Regions from separate parts of the Sus scrofa genome. Here region 1 is linked to region 2. Evidence: chromatin contacts called from public Hi-C data. All regions are on one chromosome and are shown on one strand. Each heading gives the region's core, a stretch centred on a gene start, on an enhancer-like site or on the middle of the called end of the contact. The rest is flanking DNA. Distances are from core to core; before and after follow the strand shown.

Evidence for each region. Hi-C and Micro-C count contacts between places; a contact is called where the count stands out from the background.
Region 1: a contact with region 2 is called in a Hi-C map of alveolar macrophages, with 3 times the contacts expected there. The contact joins the enhancer-like site here to the promoter of TNFSF10 in region 2. A contact is called at or near these places in 13 of 47 Hi-C or Micro-C datasets (alveolar macrophages, embryonic fibroblasts, heart right ventricle and 6 more) and 2 of 2 datasets of contacts at active chromatin or transcription factors (alveolar macrophages and skeletal muscle).

The regions. Positions count from the first base shown.
Region 1 is chr13:111,114,987-111,118,184 of Sscrofa11.1, forward strand. No RefSeq gene overlaps it. Among named protein-coding and RNA genes, the nearest start is that of TNFSF10, 78 kb to the left of the region's middle. Within about 2 kb of position 1,540, at least 39 of the 83 cell types and tissues checked have an H3K27ac peak or open chromatin away from gene starts, as enhancers often do. A contact at or near this core is called in alveolar macrophages, liver, mesenteric adipose tissue and 4 more, where this site is marked.
Region 2 is chr13:111,036,527-111,039,742 of Sscrofa11.1, forward strand. It overlaps TNFSF10 (tumor necrosis factor (ligand) superfamily, member 10), which reads right to left and starts at 1,726. Exons shown (of 5, transcript NM_001024696.1): 1 at 1,572-1,726. The coding sequence starts at 1,703.

The DNA of each region.
Region 1 (3,198 bases), core at 290-2,789, 78 kb after region 2:
TAAGGCCTCTCTGCAACTCATGGTCTTCCCGTCCTACAGTAGTATGAAAGGGAATGTCAGTTCAGTCCAAAATATCCCAGTGGATTTTCTTGAACACTGGGGCCTCTACTGGAGAACTTTCCTAAAAACTTTTGCCACTCCTAGTTTGAGGTGTCATATAGAAAGATGAGCAGAGGTCTAGAGGCCAGAGATAGGTTGCTTTGGTCTCTTTCCTGTCCAGCAATTTTATGCCCCTCAGGCACACAGTTCTGAGCCATGATGTGTGTGATGGGTGATGTGTGCTGTAGGAGAAGCAGAATTCCAGAGCTCTGAGAAAGCTTTCCCCACATATCCCTGAGGGTGTGATTATCATGCTGGCTTGACTGCAAACACAGCAAAGACAAAGGCAGAAATCAACGCAGGCAAATTCACTCTAAGCCACTTAGAGCAGTCAAGGCCAGTGTGTATGGACTTGGGAAGTTCTTCTACAAGCATCCAAGTCTAACTGGCAGGTGTTCTTGTTTGTTCAAGCTCTGAAAATTCCCCAAGTGACCTCTAAGGGAAACTCGGTTTTGACTTCTTCCTCCTTCTCTTCCTTGTTCCTGCCTTCCCTCCCCCACAAAGAGAATGTAGACAGGAGAAAAATAGCTTAGAATTATACTTTAAGTTCTCCAGAGGTAAAGAATTATTATTAGTTTAAAAACTAGATACTAAAATATATATATTATTTATATTGTATATATTCATACATATTAAATGAATATATAATGTTTTGCATATTTTATCCTTAAAGATGTAGAAATGCCTCTTCTATCTTGTTGTTCTCTTAGATGAGACCAGTATCCTCCCTTTACATTTTATTCCTCAGATAAAGAGAACGAGTGTACTGTTCAGGGGACATGAAGGCATTTGATTTCTGCTAAACAGTTTCAGTATTCTAGAAACTGCTCCCCTGATTAGCTAACACAGCACTTAACTAATAAGCTAGAGCTTACAGGAAATTAATCTGGAATTTGCCAAGTACTGGGTGGAGTATTTGGTTAAGTTTTGAGTCCAAGGTAAGATCAGAGTGTATGTTTATATTTGACTAAGAAATTGAGCAAAAGCTTTATTAATCTAAAAAAAAAAATCTTTCCCTGAATGTAGAGAAAAATCCTGATAAAATGATAGAGAAGGGAAAAGGAATAATAACTTTTTAAAACTAGCTCTAGATATAGATGAGCTCAGAATGTGTATTTAGAGTTTTGAGGTAGTTTTTTTTCATTTCAACTGGTGCTTCCCCTAATAGGCTGTGCAGTACCAAAGGGTTTTGGACTTTTTCCCTCCCTGCAAATTTGACCCTGTTACTTTTTGTGTTATTACCAGTTGTATCCAGAGGGGATGAGAGTGTACACTGATAATGGCTTATTAGAATACAGGTTTTATAGATTTGAAGAGCCTAGAGTTGCATGAGAAATAGCGGCTAAACAGGGTTTATAAATCCTGGTGTGTTGCTGCTGTGGTCTCAGCCTCCCCTGGCCAAGAATGGAAGCGTGAAATAGAAAGTAAAACTGACAAAGCCACTTGAAAGAAAACAACTCAGGGGGTTGATTTTCACAGCATCTGTGTTGGAACTGCCCTCTGTTGGCACCCCTGGATAGTGCATCAGGTGGGACGGAGACCCAGAGGGGTCCTTTTGCTGGTTTTCTTACTGGAACAGAATTCAAATGCTAGAATCTTCTTAAGTCTCCAAGGTGAGGAGAACTGTGACCTCAAACCTCCCTCCCTTGCGGTTGTGGGCTCCCCTCTTGGGAGGAGACAGCATGGTTGTTCACCTGGAAAATGTCACAAATGAAGGCCATGTAGTCACTGGAGATATTACCTCAATGAACTTCTAATTTCCCCTGATCTCTTTCCCTGCCAGGAGTCAAAGAGCTCTGCATTTTCCCAAGTCTAAAGGTGTTAGTTCCTGGGAGTTCCCATCATGGCTTAGCAGTAACAAATCCGACTAGTATGAAGATGGGGGTTTGATCCCCGGCCTTGTTCAGTGGGTTAAGGATTTGGTGTTGCCCTGAGCTGTGGTGTAGGTCACAGACACAGCTTAGATCCCGCGTTGCTGGGGCTGTGGCTTAGGCTGGCAGCTACAGCTCCGATTTGACCCCTAGCCTAGGAACTCCCATGTGCCATGGGTGTGGCCCTAAAAAGTAAAAACAAACAAACAAATAAATAAAGTGATCTGTTTATAGCACTGCAGCTGTGTGAGCTGGGAGTCCCAGGACAAGCTGTCCAGCCTCCTGAGTCTGAGAATCCTGCTCACCTGTTTCTCTGCCACCTCTTAGGTGGTGGTAGGGACCAAATGAGATGTATGTAGAGGCCATTTGCCCTTGTAGCCATGAAGCATTAGTATTAGTACCTATCTAATAAGAGTAAGACTACAGACATCATTTTCTCATTCAAAGGATTGAGGATTGGGAAGTAAAGGAATCACCCTGGGTTTCTGCCTCCACTTTTGAGGTCCTGGGAGGAATTCTGACCTAAAGAGAATAGACTCTGGAGTCAGACAGACATGGATGCAAATCCTGTCACTGTGGCCCTGGCAGATCACATGTCTGCTCTGTGCTCCTGTTATATAATTGGCAAAGTGAGGACAGTGTGGATGCTATAAATAAATTGCATCTCTAAACTTCTTCACAGAGCCCAGAGTTACAAGAAATACTTGTCATCTAAGGATAAATGGCAGCAGCAAAGGATTAAAGTGAATTAACCCTCTTATAATAAAGGAGCAAATTTCAAAGAATATGATAAAGAATAATTATCTTAAAGTTAACAGAATTTATAATTAATTGCAACAATGTACTAATTCTTAGTCCGAAGAATGTTAGGGAGAAATGGAAAAGGAAGGCATCTTTTCTTGTATAAAATTGTAAAATGGCACAATACAATATCTTTTAGTTCATGTTAGCCTATGCAACAATATCAAAGGGAATCATTTTCCAAAATAATTAAAAATGAAGAATTAAAAAAGTCAAGATTTTTTTTTTTTTTTTTGATGTTTCTGCTGTGGTGCAACAGATTAAGAATCCGACTGCAGCAGCTTGGGTTGCTGCAGAGTTGCAAGTTTGGACCCTGACCTGGCATAGTGTGTTAAAGAATCCAGCATTGCCACAGCCACAGCTGCAGCTCCGATTCAATCCCTGGTTTGGGAACTTCCATATGCTATAGGTACAACCATAAAAAAAG
Region 2 (3,216 bases), core at 476-2,975:
ATGAAAATCATATGGATAGCAATTTTTACAGTGTTTGCTGCAGAAAATTTGTAAAATATAGAAAAATAAAAAGGAAAAAAGGCACCCATAATCCTACCTTCTAGAGATCATGGGTTCCTCCTAGATATTTTTCCACTTATATATTGATTTCTGAACAGTACAGAGCCCCAGCCACTCTGCACCCCATTTCCACATGTTTCATATTTGACGGTTTCCTCTCCAGATCTTAGCCAACATGGGTGACTGACACACAGGTGAGGGGCACTATGGTTATTCCAAGAATGACTAATGATGGTTAATATGCTGTGTCTCTCTCCCACTTTCCTTTCCACATCCTTTCACACTTTGAAGTAGAATTTCCTCCAGCACATCTCAGGCTGGGGCTGTTCTCTTGCTAACCACATCTGGCCGTTGAGGGCGGGTGCTATTTTTACTTGCATACCTCTAGAAGCAGAGACAGCTATTGCACTGCTCTTCTGTTCTAGAGGCCCTTAGTTCTGAGAAGCGGATTCCACTCAACTGCCCTTGGCGCCATCACAGACACTGTGGTTGTCTACGCTAGGACCAGCCAGTTCTTGGCAGGGCTTGAGCTCAGTGAAGGACCCCTTTGCTGGCTGGCTCAGAGACTTCAAGGTGTGCAGCATTGACCCTTTTTGCTGCCCAGACATTAGTTAATGGCAATCATTTTCTGCAAATCGTGAGTAGCATAGAGGATCATTTGTGGAAATTGGTGCTATATTCAGTAACTTGCTGTCATGGGGAGAGCATCAACTATCTGTCAGAAGACCTGAGTCTAGCTTGCTTCCTTCCCAAGTTCTGCCTGAGCTTGCCTAAATCATTTCTCTAGCAGTTCCTAGTCTCATCTATAAAATGGAGTTGTCCAAAGTTCCTTTTAGCTCAAAGTTCCCCACAACATACAATTTGTTAAGATATACACAAAATGCCAAAAACTGAGTTGGCTGAGTCAGTAATTTTGTATTCAAAATCCACTGGAATTAACCACATCTGAAACACGGCCATTAAATATAAGTGATTTATAACTCTACCCTACTCCCTATGTACTTGCAGGATCCCCAAGTTTGTGAAGGTGGGTTATTCATTCAACAAGTGTTTAATGAACACCTGCTATACGGGATCTATGTGCTAGTGCCTAGAAGTATCACAGTAAGCAAAAGCAGACACTGCCCTGTTGTGACACAGCTCCCCTCACCCAAGAATTTGCATCAACTGTAAAGCATTAAGCAGAAAGCACTCAATGAGTGGTAGCAGTTGCTAATATTATAACATACACATACAGGTACTGTTGAAGACAAAAAAGCTACCCAGGAGGTTAGTTGCCAACATCTGCTAGTAACTGGTGGAGCCGTCTGTAACTGCCTTCCGTCCACACAATCACTTCAACTCATGTTTGCAAAGTCCTCAGAAATGATATGCATTAGCAGTTAGAGTCCCTGGCAGAGAAAGGAAGCATTCTCTTCCCTTGTAAAATCTTCACAGAGCAGCCAACAGAGAGGCAGTAATCCAGAGGGTGGCTGAGAGCCTCTGTCAGGGAACGTGTACATGGTACCGACCTGTTTCAGTTCATTGGTGAAGTACACGTAAGTCAAGGCCACACAGAGGGCTTGCAGGAGCACTGTGAAGATCAGGATCAACACACAGGTCTGCCCGGGGCTGGGGCCTCCTGGAGTCTGCATCACCGCCATGGTCCAGGCAGGGTCTGACTGCTGCAGAGGCAGGCAGGCAGCAGGTTTGGTTAGAGCGACTTGAAGTGGGTGGAGTTTGGAGTCCTTTCGTATTTGTTTACTGGTAAAGAAGAAAACGAAACTGAAAGTTATGAAGACTCTTTGCTGTACAGCAGATATTAGCACAACACTGTAAATCAACTACTATAAAACATTTAAAAAAGAGAAGGTTACGAAGATAAACAGGGAGAACACATGCATGAGGATGAAATCGAGACTGGAAACATTCAACTGCGAGCCCAGGAACTCCAAACCACTACAAGCTGGTTCCAAAGCACAAAGTGGCAAAGGAATGCCACTACAGATTTCAGGGGTGCATGGCCCTTCTGACTCCTTGGTTTTGGACATGTGGGCTTCAGAACTATAAGACCACACATTTCTGTTTGTGCTACTTCTTTGTGGCAGCTCTAGGAAATGCCTATAGCTCCCCCCGGATTAAAAGAGTAAAAAAAGACATTAAAAGAGTAAAAAAAGACTAAGTGTTACAATCACAACTACAACCCATGACTCAATCAAAACAAGATTTTGGCCTTTCTTTGTAGTGATCACTGTCAATAAAGTCACCAGTTCATCTGAATTGAGTCCACGAGTCCATGTTTCTACAAACTAGCCCATTCATTCACTATCTAGGCTAGAGGGCTATCTAGGTCACAAGATTTTATAAGTGTGTATCTTTCCATCATTTTCTACCTACACAAAGAGTCTTCTATTCCTCTATTTTTTTTTTTTTTACATATTATTCTTTTGGCTGTACACACAGCATATGGAAGTTCCAGGGCTAGGGATCAAATCCCAGCCACAGCTGCAACCTACACTGCAGCTGTGCCAGTGCAAGATTCTTAAACCAATGTGCCATGGTGGGAATTCCTGCATCTTACTTATTTTGACTAGATAGTTGTTGGGCTGCAAGCCTTGCAGCTGCCTGTCCTTAAGACCAAATGAAGAGACCAGAGACAGTGACAGAAACATCATGGTTTATTGGACAAGGGACGCTCACACGTCTGAAGGTCCTGGATTGACATCCCACTGTGTATAACCTATAGAAGGCAGGACATGGCAGCAGACTTTGCTACTTGGGGCAGAAGAGGGCTACCATTTATAGGGGGAATTGACATCAGTTTGGGTCATCAGTTACCAGGGAAACCAGGGACTGGGGCAGGGAGCAAGTAGGTAGGCAATATTAATTAAGCCTTATAATTAAGAGGATTGGATAGTAATATGAGTGAAGCAGGGCCTGGTCGAGCAGGTGGACAGAGAGCAAGAGAACAGCCATCTTGCATGGCCTGACCATATGCTCCCCTTACATACCCTGCATGGCCCTTGCAATCTTGGTCCACCCCTCTTCTGCAATATCCCTAGGGTCAGGTATGTAGTGGTGCACTGCAACCAAATACCACAAATGCAACACAGACAACAGCAGCTAAAGAGTATCAAGAATAAGCAAGGTATGTATTGAGTCGATTTTTCATGGAAG